2 separate regions of the Mus musculus genome follow, and region 2 is linked to region 1. Evidence: chromatin contacts called from public Hi-C data. All regions are on one chromosome and are shown on one strand. The core of a region is the stretch at or near the end of the contact, and the rest is flanking DNA. Distances in the headings are between cores, read along the strand shown.

Evidence for each region. A called contact is a pair of places that touch in the nucleus more often than the background predicts.
Region 2: a Hi-C map of pre-B cells shows a contact between it and region 1, with 2.0 times the contacts expected there. The contact joins the promoter of Tmem108 here to the enhancer-like site in region 1. A contact is called at or near these places in 1 of 39 promoter capture datasets (macrophages), 2 of 15 datasets of contacts at CTCF or cohesin (large pre-B cells and pro-B cells), 34 of 484 Hi-C or Micro-C datasets (B cells, DN3 thymocytes, the HL-1 cell line and 17 more), 6 of 115 datasets of contacts at active chromatin or transcription factors (the SCID.adh cell line, embryonic stem cells and large pre-B cells) and 3 of 9 other capture datasets (adipose tissue, embryonic stem cells and liver).

What each region holds. Positions count from the first base shown.
Region 1 is chr9:103,707,157-103,712,984 of GRCm38.p6, reverse strand. The region is part of intron 2 of Tmem108 (transmembrane protein 108); the gene reads left to right. Among named protein-coding and RNA genes, the nearest start is that of Gm46129, 11 kb to the left of the region's middle. Within about 2 kb of position 4,289, at least 55 of the 459 cell types and tissues checked have an H3K27ac peak or open chromatin away from gene starts, as enhancers often do. A contact at or near this core is called in B cells, DN3 thymocytes, the SCID.adh cell line and 5 more, where this site is marked.
Region 2 is chr9:103,757,781-103,763,818 of GRCm38.p6, reverse strand. It overlaps Tmem108 (transmembrane protein 108), which reads left to right and starts at 1,982. Exons shown (of 6, transcript NM_178638.4): 1 at 1,982-2,064.

The DNA.
Region 1 (5,828 bases), core at 3,040-5,539:
CATTCAGCTTTAGGACCTTGCATCTGCTTGACTTTCTCTTAGTAAGGGTCACTGGTGGTTAACTGCAAGTGACACTCTCAGAGATGTGTGTGACTCCGCCTTGTCTGCTTCCTCTCCGGTCCCTTCCTGTGTTCTCTGTCAGAAAGGGCCCCGTGTCTCCTTGACCTGCTTACTCTCCGCATTCCAGGCCTAAGGGAGTTCTCAGTGCTGCCAAGGGAGTCCCTTAGTACCTTACCATCCCACACGAGGGTCTCATTTCTTGTTCGTCAGTGATAACTGTGTAAACTGAGTCTTCTCCAACAAACTCTCCAACTTGGCCTTATGGCTACAGGAGGTGGCAGCTTGCTGCAGTGCTCAGCCCTTGTTTGGGAGAACAGATGCTCATTTGAACTGGCTCGGAGAATGTTGTTCTCTTTTCTTTCTTGATTCTTGTTTGTTTGTTTGTTTGTTTATGCTGGCTCTTAAAAAATGTCATGAAGCTGTGGCATTATGATAGGCTTTGGTATGGTCACTTGGGACCAGATGGTGGCTGGGCCAGAAAAGGAACCAAATAAAAGTAAATAAAAAGGCAGCCCTACAGCCCCTTTCTGGCTGTTGTCCACAATGAAGAAATGCTAATTCCATCAGCTCAGGGCGCCAGGAGGATGGCTGTGTTCCTTGCTTTCAGGTAACTGTAGTCCTATTATCAAGACAAGTCTTAGAACAGCTGCCGAGCAAAGCCAGGGCCATGACAAGGGGGCTCTGGGCCAGCGAGTCTAGCTGGTAAGATTGACAGAAGGGAAGGCAAGACTTTTTCACACAGGCAGAGGCTATAGAGCCTGATGTTGGATCTTCACAAGTGGGATTCCTAGGGTTAGAAGGGGAGGCCTTTGAGGGAGGAGACCATCCCCCCCCCAGTGGAGAGGATCTTCTAAGGGTGTATTTGAAGGGGGAGTAGGAAATGTGGGCTGGAGGGGAAAGGGGGTGAGGTGAAGTAATGTGGAGAGATGGAGTTAGTTATAGGGCACAGATGGCGGTAGTTCCCAGTGTGCAGAGTTTGAAGAGGAGACTGAACGTTTTTTAGTGGAGGTCACGTGTGATTCGCCTCATAGGGCAAGAACGCTCTGTGGGGAGACTGCTGCCGGGGCTGCTCTCTTGAATAGGAAACCTTCTTTCCCTCCTAAAGCAACTGTAGTTCATTTTTATAGATCCACGCTAACAGTGCATCACACAAAGAGGAGGGTTTGAATGACTTACGGCTCAGAGCAGAGCTTTCAACGTGCGTTTGGATGTTTGACTTGGAATAAATCGAAGCATCAATAACTCTTTAAGAACATTTCTGGTTGATAATAGACATTTGAATAGCTACTTGCCAGATCATCTCTAAGAGCTGAGGCATTGTGCTACGCACTATGACAGCTTTGCCATTGTTTCTCGGGGCCAATTAGGGAGGCCAAGTCTGTCATTAGGATTGGCTGAGCAGTCATCTGTTCGGACACAGCACCCTGATGCTCGGGGTGGTCACCATTGGAATGGGACAAAACATGGATCAGTGCATTGGTCTACATGCTGTATCGTTTCTGTGGCTTTAATGGACCCTATGGTTATTTCTTTATTAAATTAACTTATTTTAAATGAAAGGCAGTGAATTGTAATCAACTCTTATTTTTAATTTTATTCTTTGATAATTTCATATATATGTTCATATATATGGAATAATAAATATATATTATTTACTTATTTTAGTCATGTTCACTATTCACCCCCCATCTTCTTTCACCAGATCCCTTCTCCTTCCCAACAGGTCTACCTCCTACTTTCGTGACTTGTGAAGGTGGGAGTTTAATAAGAGTTGCTTTCCTGAGCAATGGTAGGAGGTTATTTACTGGAGCATGGGCAACTGACCAGTGACTGTACCACTGAGGAAAGTAATTAGCCCCTCCCCCATCCACCACTTATCTATATTTCTTCAGCAATGGGAGGGGCCTCATGAACCCCCCCGCCCCCCCAGAGCCCAACCTTGTGCAGGTGTTGTAATGCTAACAGTCCAGTTGAATTGTTATCAGTTCATTCATACACTGATACTGTGGGGGGTAAATCTGCCTACCTTAACTAGAATATTGTTCTGTATGGCTGGAGAATGACCCGTGGGTAGCTGTCATACCGGTTTTGAGAGAGTGAGTTTGTTAACGGTACAGCAAGCAAAAGATAAAAGGCTAAGAATCTAGTAGCAGAGACAGCAGAGTATCATCCAGTCAGGAGCTCAGGACTAATGTTCTGAGGCTGAGGTGGCTGGAGTGGCCCGATTAAAAGCGTAGAAAAGGTAACATTATCACATGAGTAGCTGTGATCCTTCCTGGCTTACTGAGAAATCAGGTTCTGGTCACCTGGGAAGCTGCCATTTGCATTGATAACACGTGGGGACAGGAAGAAAGGGCGCATGAGGCCAGCACCTGGGTATGATGATCTCAGAAGGCCATACACCAACCATTGTGTAGACAGACGGTACTTGCCCAGTTCTTCAGTTCAGTCCTTGTTTCGAATGGAGGCTTCTTTATGATGTAGAAATATGTAGGTCTGTGTTTCTGTCTCTCTCTGTCTGTCTGTCTATCTGTCTCTGTCTCTCTGTCTCTCTTTCTCTCTGTCTCTCTCTGTGTATCTCTCTTTCTCTCTGTGTCTCTGTCTCTCTGTCTCTCTTTCTCTCAGTGTCTCTTTCTCTCTGTGTCTCTTTCTCTCTGTGTCTTTTGTCTGTGTCTCTTTCTCTCCGTGTCTCTATCTCTCTTTCTCTCAGTGTCTCTGTGTCTCTGTCTCTCTTTCTCTCAGTGTCTCTCTCTTTCTCTCTGTGTCTCTGTCTCTTTCTGTGTCTCTTGTTCTCTTTCTCCCCCTACTCCTGCCTGCACTCACAGACACACATCCCATTCTATGCTGATGGCTGTATTCATACTTCTTGGTACAAATGGGCAGATTTCACTAGGGTGAAGTGAAGGCATACTTACAGATCCACCAGATGGGCAGGAGGCATCTGGTGTCTTGTGTTTGGGACACCCAGATTCTCATTTCCTGCCAGCTGTCAGCAGGGTCATTCTCCTCTCGAAGCTGCCCACATTCCTTGGATTGCTTTCCCTCCTCCATCTGCCCAGCCTGCAGTGGTAGGCTAAGTTCCTGTCATGCTTTTAGTCTCACCCGCTCTCCTCCTGCTGCCGCCTCCTGGATTCCCTCCCTTCATGCATCTGTAATTTTGCTTTTAGGACTCAGATAATGGTGTTGGGACACACACACCCCTGACAATGTTACTGTCTCAAACATCAACTCATTCTTAGCTTTAACTGTCTACAAAGGTCCTTTACAGCTGCATCTGTATTAAGTAGTTGACTTAACAGAACACACAAGTGTGTGTGTGTGTGTGTGTGTGTGTATGTTTTGAATTTTAGCATCATTGGCCAATGAGATGGCTCCGTGGGTAGTACCTGTGGCCAAGGGTGCAACACAAGTTTGATCCCCAAGACCCACATGGTAGAAAGAGAGAACTGAGCCTTGGATGTTGTCCTATGACCTCCATGTACCATAGCATGTGTGAACCCCAACTCAATAAATAAATATTAAAACATTAAGAAGTCTGTTTTTACACAGTTACTCTGTGTTTTACACAGAGTGTTTTAACTGTTTTACACAGTTACCTAAGAAAACAAATGTTTTCTTCTTAGGTAGAAGAAAAAGCTGGGCAGGCAGGCATTTGTTTAAAAAAAAAATCATTTAGACTAGAGCCTTTGGCTTTTAGTACTTAAGAACTTTTGAGAATATTAATCTGTTTTCTCTGCCACGAACTTCAGGTGCTTTGGGTACATGAGAAAGAAGTCAGCCTTCTCTGTGTGTGTTGTTCATGGACAGTGTGGGCGTCAGGGGAGTTCTTTCTCTGGGGAGGAGTTGAAGGTGAAGTTGCTTCTGAAGGCTGGGCATTCCATTAGTCAAATCTTTACTGTCTATTCTCAGTGTTCTGAAGAGTCTGCCCTTCAGGGGTGACTGCCGGCCGGGTAAACCAATGTGGAATTTGCAAAGGACGCATAAGGATACACCCGGTGTAGTCAGAGACCAGACTGAAAAGCTTGGGCTCTCCATCCACACAGCTTCATAAACATTCATGCAGGAGAACAGGTGTTCTTCCTGCGAAGTCGTTTACGGAATCACAACGTACGAAGTACTTCCCTTTACGGGGTTTCGTCTGGTTCTCACAGTGACGTCTTGTGGTCAGGACTAGAGTAGCTGTGGTACAGATGTGAGAGCTAAGACCAAGGCTTGGAGGAAACCAAATTCCAGTGCTGCAGCAGCAGGGACTGAGGCCACTCTCGACAGCTCTCACGCTGGGGAGAGGAGAGGCACACCTACTAAGAAAGCAACATGGCAGAACTACAAGCATCAGTGTGGGCGCTCAGAACCCCACCTCTTGGTGGCCACACCCTTTTCTAGAGTCCTCCCCTGCTGAGTAGCATTGACCTTCTTGGCCAGTAGAGCAGTGCAGAAACCATGCTATATAATTGTAACTGGTTCACAGCAGGCATTACTACTTGTCTTGAAGACACTGACATATCCTCTCAGGGAATTCTTGGAAATTTTTTTCAAAGCAGAGGCCTACCTTTGGACAGCTGCAGCTCTGTACAGCATGGGAGACCCACTGGAGACCCTGAGCTGGAACCACTCATTTCAACCGCCCTCAGCTCCCTCCGCCAGAGCCTCTGGGTCACACAGTCAGGGTTTATTCTTTAAAGTCACAAAACTGTGGCCTGATTTATTTCACACTAAGTCAATGGCTAATGCAGTGTGGACTGTGGGCAGTCTTATTTAAATAGTGTTGAACTGATGGCTAAAATCACAAGCCTGCCTGCCTAGGAGCTGTGTGTTTTATTCTGTAGGTATGAAGAGGCACTGAGAGCTTTACAGCAGTAGAGTGCTTAGAAAAATAGACCCCTGGAGAGGCTCTTGCTTCTGGAGTGTTTACAGGTGTCCCACATTCCATGTGATTTGAATCTGGAGAGCCATCCCTGAGGAATTAAACTCTTCCCTCCCAACCCCCAATACTGAGTATTTCTTTCCTACTTTGCCAGAAAACCTTAATGTATATATTGACTTTTTTTTTTTTTTTGCAGTTCCAGGAATCATATTTTATCTTTCTCTGAGTTGTGTAGAGTGACCTAGTGTCAGCATTCAGACAGGGCCGCCATGAGTGTATAAGATCAGGTGATGTTTCTAGCAGGATGTGATGGTACACAGGGCTCTAATCCTAATCTCAGCACTTGAGAGGTGAAGACAGAGGCATTGCAGGTTGGAGTTTAGCCTGGACCATATAGAGCAATCCTGTGTTTAACTGACAGAATAAACTAAGAACTAATAACTCTCACAGGAGTGCCCAAAAGAGATCCGAGGTTACCACCAGGACAGAGCACCAATGGCGAGTGAGTCTGTGATGGTCAGATTTCAGTCAGGCCCATACATTACAGGGACAGTATGTAGCAGGAGACTCGGATCTGAAGGTCTCTCCACTCCTTATGCAGAGCCCAGCTGTGAAAGGGTGGGGATTATATTGCCAGCGAGACCTCAACGTCACATTGCTTGCCAAAAGAGTGATGGGTCCTGATTTAGTAAGGTGTTTAGGAGAGCTCCTGTGAGCACTTTAGGCTTGGAAGGCTCCTCCAGAACTCTGTCAGCAAACAGCTATAGTTTCTAAGGCTCGGCTGTTTCGCAAGAGTGGATGGGTGGAGGGCATGCTTTCCTTGTTAGTGAAGGGAAATTTGAAGTCTGGGGAAAGTGGCCTAAGGAGGCCATATAGCTTTTATATTCTGCTTGACCCTCCTAAG
Region 2 (6,038 bases), core at 733-3,232, 53 kb before region 1:
CTACATAAGAAAGTTGAAGGCCAGCCTGGACGGCTTGAGACACTGTCTCAAGTACAAAACAAAGGGCCAAACTTCATAAATGTAGCGGCTTTTACAAGTATTCTCAGCAACCGCTGAGCTTATGGAATGTGCATCATTCTGGTCAGATCTGGTCAGACTCTCCCAGCTGCTTGGTCTCAGCTTGTTTCTGAGAAACTATGTAACATGCAAATCATGCTAGGAAACATGGTTTCCAGACTGCAGAAGAATCTTGGAGGCCTACTTCTCTTGCTTAGGCATCTTCCTACTCCTCTCTGTCCAGAACCGCTCTGTCCAGGACCGCTGGACTATTGTTGTGTAGGCTCAGGGTGGCCTGAAACTCTGCATTTTGAGCTAGGTGACCTCTGATAGGAGAAGTCCAATGAATGATGCCTGAGACTGTTAAGTGGGTCTCACTCCTGGCTGAGAAGCCAGAGGCACCTGACATGCAGACAAAGGCAGAAGTCCCCTAGGTGACAGCTTGATCACCTCCATGAAGAGTAAAATAAAATGACTTGGCACGTGTTCCTATCTTTTGGCCAGGAATGCTGGTAGAAGGAGGATTTAGAAAGCTTAATATTGAAGGCTCTTGAGAGTTGGGCATGGTACAGCATGCCCAGCATCCCAGCACTTGGAACACTGAGAGAGGGTCATAAATTCCAGGCCAGCCTCAACTACATAGGGAGACAGTGTGTGTATGTATGTGTGTGTGTCTCTGTGTGTGTGTATGTGTGTGTATGTGCTCTTGAACTATCCTGAAACATTGTTGAATAATAAACTTGGCAATACTGGACAGCAAACCTGTTAGTTGTCTAGTCTAAAAAATGTCCATCTCAAGTTTGAGGATGCAGAGGCATTGGTTATCTGACTTAGCAACAAAGGATTATTTAGATAACTTTAAAAACCCTCAAGGGAAACTACGTTTCAAGCTCTGCATTTTATACCTAAATTGTCCAAAGCGTTAGTTACTTACATCTCCATCCTTTTAGAACAGTGGTTCTCAACCTTCCTCATGCTGCGACCCTTTAACATGGTTCCTCATATTGTGGTGACCCCCCCCCCCACCATAAAATTGTTTTCCTACTTTATAACTGTAATTTTGCTACTGATATGAGTTATAACATAAAAATATATGTAGCCATGGTCCTTAACGGGGTCGCGACAGATAGGCTAAGGACTGCTATTTTAAAACATTGTTTTAAAATTCAAACGTAAAGTCTTATTACAGGCTGTTGAGATTCTACAAGGCTGGAACCACTTGGATGGTTTCTCTCGTATCTGGTCAAGTCTCGCATAGTGATACTGAGCCACACGTGTGAGCACTTTAGCACGGAGTGTTCTCATTTGTCTCTACTCAGTCTGTTCCACATACACATAAAGTTGGCCCAGGTATACTCCATACCCTTTCCTCAGCTGCTGTTCAAACTCTAGGTCTCATCACTTCACCACACGTCTGAATGCTCTTCAACACTGAAGGGCAAGAAAGGTCGTGAAACTTACAAATAAACGGGGCAGGGGCTAGCCACATCATTTTTTGACAGTGCTCCTTAAAGCATGGCCTTGGACCAAGAGAAGGTTCATCACTACTTGGGGACTTGTAAGAAATGCAGATTCTCGAGCTTACACCCCAGACTTTAACTAGACTCCCAGGTGATTCTTATTTAAGCTAGGATCTAAGAAATAACTAGATGTAGGAATTGGCCAACTGGACGCCACTCATCCGCGGAAATAAGGGACTCAGCCCTTTGTGCCCGCCTCGCACCCGCTCTACTAGGTAGCAACCGAACCCCCGGGGACATCGGAGCCAGGCGCTTGCCGAGGGCAATTTGGTGATTGGCTTGTGAGGCCACGTGACCAGCGCTGGGCTGTCCACGCGACACGATTGGTTCTCGCGGACGCTGACGGACAGGGCCGGGGCGGGCCAGAGCCCGGTCGGAGGGGCGCCCGCGGGGGCCGGAGGGGCGAAGGCGCGAGTGCGCGTGCGCGAGCGCGAGCGGCGGGGCTTTCTCCGGAGCCGTCGGAGGGAGCCGGAGCGCTTCTCCCGAGGTGAGCGGAGTGGGGCGGTCCCTCTGATGCCGGGTCCCAGGGAGCGGCGGGGGATGGCTCTGGGTTCGCCTGCCCCGGGAGCCCTGCACTAGGGAGGATGCAGCCCAAGCATTCGCTAGTCTCCGAGCCTTGGTTTCCCTTTTCCCACCCTCTGATACATCTCGCCATCCTCCCCGCGGTCACCGCGGCTGTGCCCGAAGAGGCTTGCCCACCTGGTCGCCTCGCCTCGGCCTTTGTTTCCCGCCCCGGAGGGATGCTGCCACCGGTCCCCTCCCCAGGGGAAGGGCTCCTGAGGCGCTGCGAGGGCGCCACGGGCGCTGGACTGGGTCTGGGCAGAAGGTGGCTTCCATGCAGTGGGACCTGTCGCATAGGAGAACGAAAGGGTCGGGGAGAGGGTAGTGTCACTTTGGTTCGAGCCCTTGAGACCCGAACTAATCCGGTGACTGCGAGAGAAGCGGAATTCATAGCGCAGCTGATGATTCTTCTGCCTCGATGCGGGAGCGAGCATCGTGGGGGAACCGAGCCTGTGCTGCCTGGAAAAGGGTGCCCTGGGGAAGGCTACCCTGTCTGTCCGCTGGACCTCGAGCCTGCCCTCACCCCAGACTTCACCGAAATACAATGCTCGGAACCTACGGAGAGAATCCAGAGATGCGTTACAAACCTTAAATATTTTTCCCTTTAAAACAATTAGATAGAGCAGGTCACAAAAACCGGTTTCCAGAGACAGTGTAACTGGTGACTGGGAAATAGTGAGGGAATTTGCCTGCAGTGAACTGCAGACCAGACAGTGCACTGAGAGGCTTCTTCAAGAAGATAGAAGACGCGGGGTGGGGGTGGGTTCTGTGACTTTCTAGGTCTATTCAAGAGGGTACTTAGTTTCAGTCTGTCAGGAGGGCAAGCAACAGAGGGAGAGGGGAGGTAGGGTCTAAGATGCACTTTGTAAATCTTTGCTAAAGTGTATGGGTTTTTTTTATTATTTATTTAAAGACCATTTGACTGCCAAAGAGATGGGGTGTGGGGGGAGGAAATCTCCCTAGAATCCTTTAGAAGAGGGAGGGTGTGTCCAAGAGTTTAAAATGGTGCTTAAAAGGCAGGTTCTTGGGGAGTGTCCCCAAACACAGTAGCAATGACATGCGAGGCGTCTAAAAGACGTGAAACTTGAAAGATCCCATGAGTTTTCCGCGGGTTAACTAATCTGATGCACCTGGCTTTGTAAAAACTGGTTCAGCCAATTGCCAGAGTTTCCGTGTCACCCATTCAGAACTTAAGGTGACTCAGTCTCTGCCCGACTCTCTGGGGACATTCTGATCCTACTGTAAGGCCCCTTCTTCCCTCGTGTGAAGTTGCTTTTTTCTTAGGCATCTAAAACAAGCATACCTTGTGCCAGCAAAATACTCAATTTAATTTATTGAATTACACAATATTCATTTTACTTGCTGAAAATTTCAATTCATTGGGCAAGTTTAAAAAAAGAAAAGCAAACATTTTGTTGTTTTTGTTCTGTTGTTTTGAGAAGGCACCCCTTCCATTTGTTAGACTACAGGAATCAAACTCGGGACTCTCAGCAGCACAGCACGGAGTAAACTTATGGTGGTTTCCTGAGATGAGCGTAGAACGGAATCTGCTGTGAGGCACAGTGGGAACACCACAGCTGACCCCACTAAAGCGCAATAAAGGTTCTTATCTGACAGACGGAAACACAGCAAATTAGTGGGGACAACTTAAATATGGAAGCTGATATGCACTGGGGATGGGAGAGGAATGTTGAGGACGAAGGAGGTGGTGGCATGGTTTGAGAAAAGCACACATTTTCTGCTTTTAGAGAAGAGATGTCATTTTGCATGTAATCTTCATATAAGATACACAGAAGGCATTGACGTGTGCTTTAGCTGGTAGAATCGGGTTCAGCTGTTTCAAAGAGGCTGAAAAAAAAAAAAACTCTGCTTAAGGTCTAAACGACCAACAGAAAAATCAGCAGGCATAGTTCAATGTGAGGTATGCAGTGGACCTCTTTGACTTGTCAGACGTGGGCTTTATCCTCTGATTCAACAAAAGCCCCTCACTTCTGCTTTCAAGACGGCCACAGAATTCTCTCTGTTGTTTCTGTCCTCTTAGTCACGGACTAAGGAGAGAGATTATAGTCAGACCTGCGTGTCTAAGCAGCCATGCCCTTTGAGGAGGATCTGTGTCACGTTGTATAAATATAAGAGCCTTCACGATGGCCGGTGCCTGGGAGAATTCCGTAGGGTGTGCACTATAAGATAAAGCTGGCTTACACCGCCACAGGTGGGGTTCTGGGTAAGCTCATGTGTTGGTGGAAAGGAGAGCCAGGGATGACTGAATTCAGCCAGGCTCTGCTGCTTGATGGAGTGATGTTGTCCAGGCAGAGCTTCTCGTTATCGGCTAGCCTGGCTGGCCTTCAGAGGACCATGCTCATGTGACAGAGGCTCCTGCAGAGCGTATGGGTCTCAGGCCGTGTCAGTTATACCTGTGATGCACTGTGGAAAAGAAGAGCCCCACTAAGACAAAAATACGGATGCCTGTCTTTCCAGTCCTTATCTCCTGCCACCTACAGGTTTCCGTCAAACAAGTTGTACCCTCCCTGCCAGTAGATGGCACTCTTGCCTCTGGGAATTCCTGAAGAGGCTGGCTATGGAACTATCAGCAGCAGTGTGGATTTGGTGTGGGTTTTGATAGGCTGTTATCGCCCAGGTAAAAGTGACAATCCTGACGACGACGACGACGATGGTGATGGTGATGATGATGATGTTCTAAGCATGTAACTTTTTATATAATATAGGAATAGAGTGGGGTGAGGATTTCTTTTCTTTCTCTCTCTCCCTCTCCCCACTCCCTTTCCCTCTCCCTCTCCCTTCCCCTCTTCCTCTCCTCCTTCTCCCTCTTCCCCTCCCCCTCTCCCTCCCCTCCCCCCTCATGTGGCAAGTGAGTGAGTGTGTGTGTGAGTGTGGTGTGTGTGTGTGGGGTGGTGTGTGTGGGTGTGTGTGTGTGTGTGGTGTGTGTGTGTGAGTGTGTGTGTGTGTGTGTGTGTGTGGTGTGTGTGTGTGTGTGTGGTGTGTGTGTGTGGTGTGTGTGTGTATGTGTGTTGTGGTGTGTGTGTATGTGTGTGTGAGTGTGTGTTTGTGTGTGTGTGTGTGTTTTCTGAGCAGAGATTGGGTGGGTGTACATTGAGAAGCTTCATAGTACAAGGTTTAAGAGCAGGGGTTACGCAGACCTAATGTTGAGGTTGTGATTTGCTGTTCATCCCAAGACTTCATTTCTATTATTTGCATGCACACCTAGTCTCCGCACGAGGATGACACCATGAGGGGGGGTGCACGTGATTTTAAACCCAGTCTATAGTCAGCAGTACATATCCTGAGGGTAGCCATGGGAGCTGGAGTGCTTGTGAAAATAATGTTAAGTCGTTACATCCCACGATTGTCCACAGAAGGTAGGTCAGATCATTTTAAATCAGTTTCTTTTGAAACTTGAAATTTTCTAACACGTGTTTGTAGACTGTCGTAGCTAACAATAGCAGTCAAATCCATGGTAACCACTCAAAACTCGGACTTAAAAACACACACACACACAAAAAAAACTTTTAGCCAGAGTTTGTTCATACATCTTCCAGTTTTGAAGTAACTATTTTGTTCTTTGTTACAAAGTGCTCTCTTATGTGGGTTTTGGATATACTAAACTGGAGGGAAGGAGGTGTTTTAGCCAGCAATGGAGATGTCACAGTGTAGGGGAAGGTCTTAGCTCTGATCCTGCCCAAGCTATAAGCTATAGAACAGGCTGGCCGCCTCTGGGATCCACACTCAGTACCTGCTCTTTGCACAGCCGTTGCACTGTAGCTCAGCCTCCTGTGAGCCGATTCCTGTCTCTTCAACTGAACTGATAAGATGTTTTGTGTGTATGTTTTCTATCAGTAACAAATTCTAAAATCCCATTGGGACAAGACAGCGATCGTCACA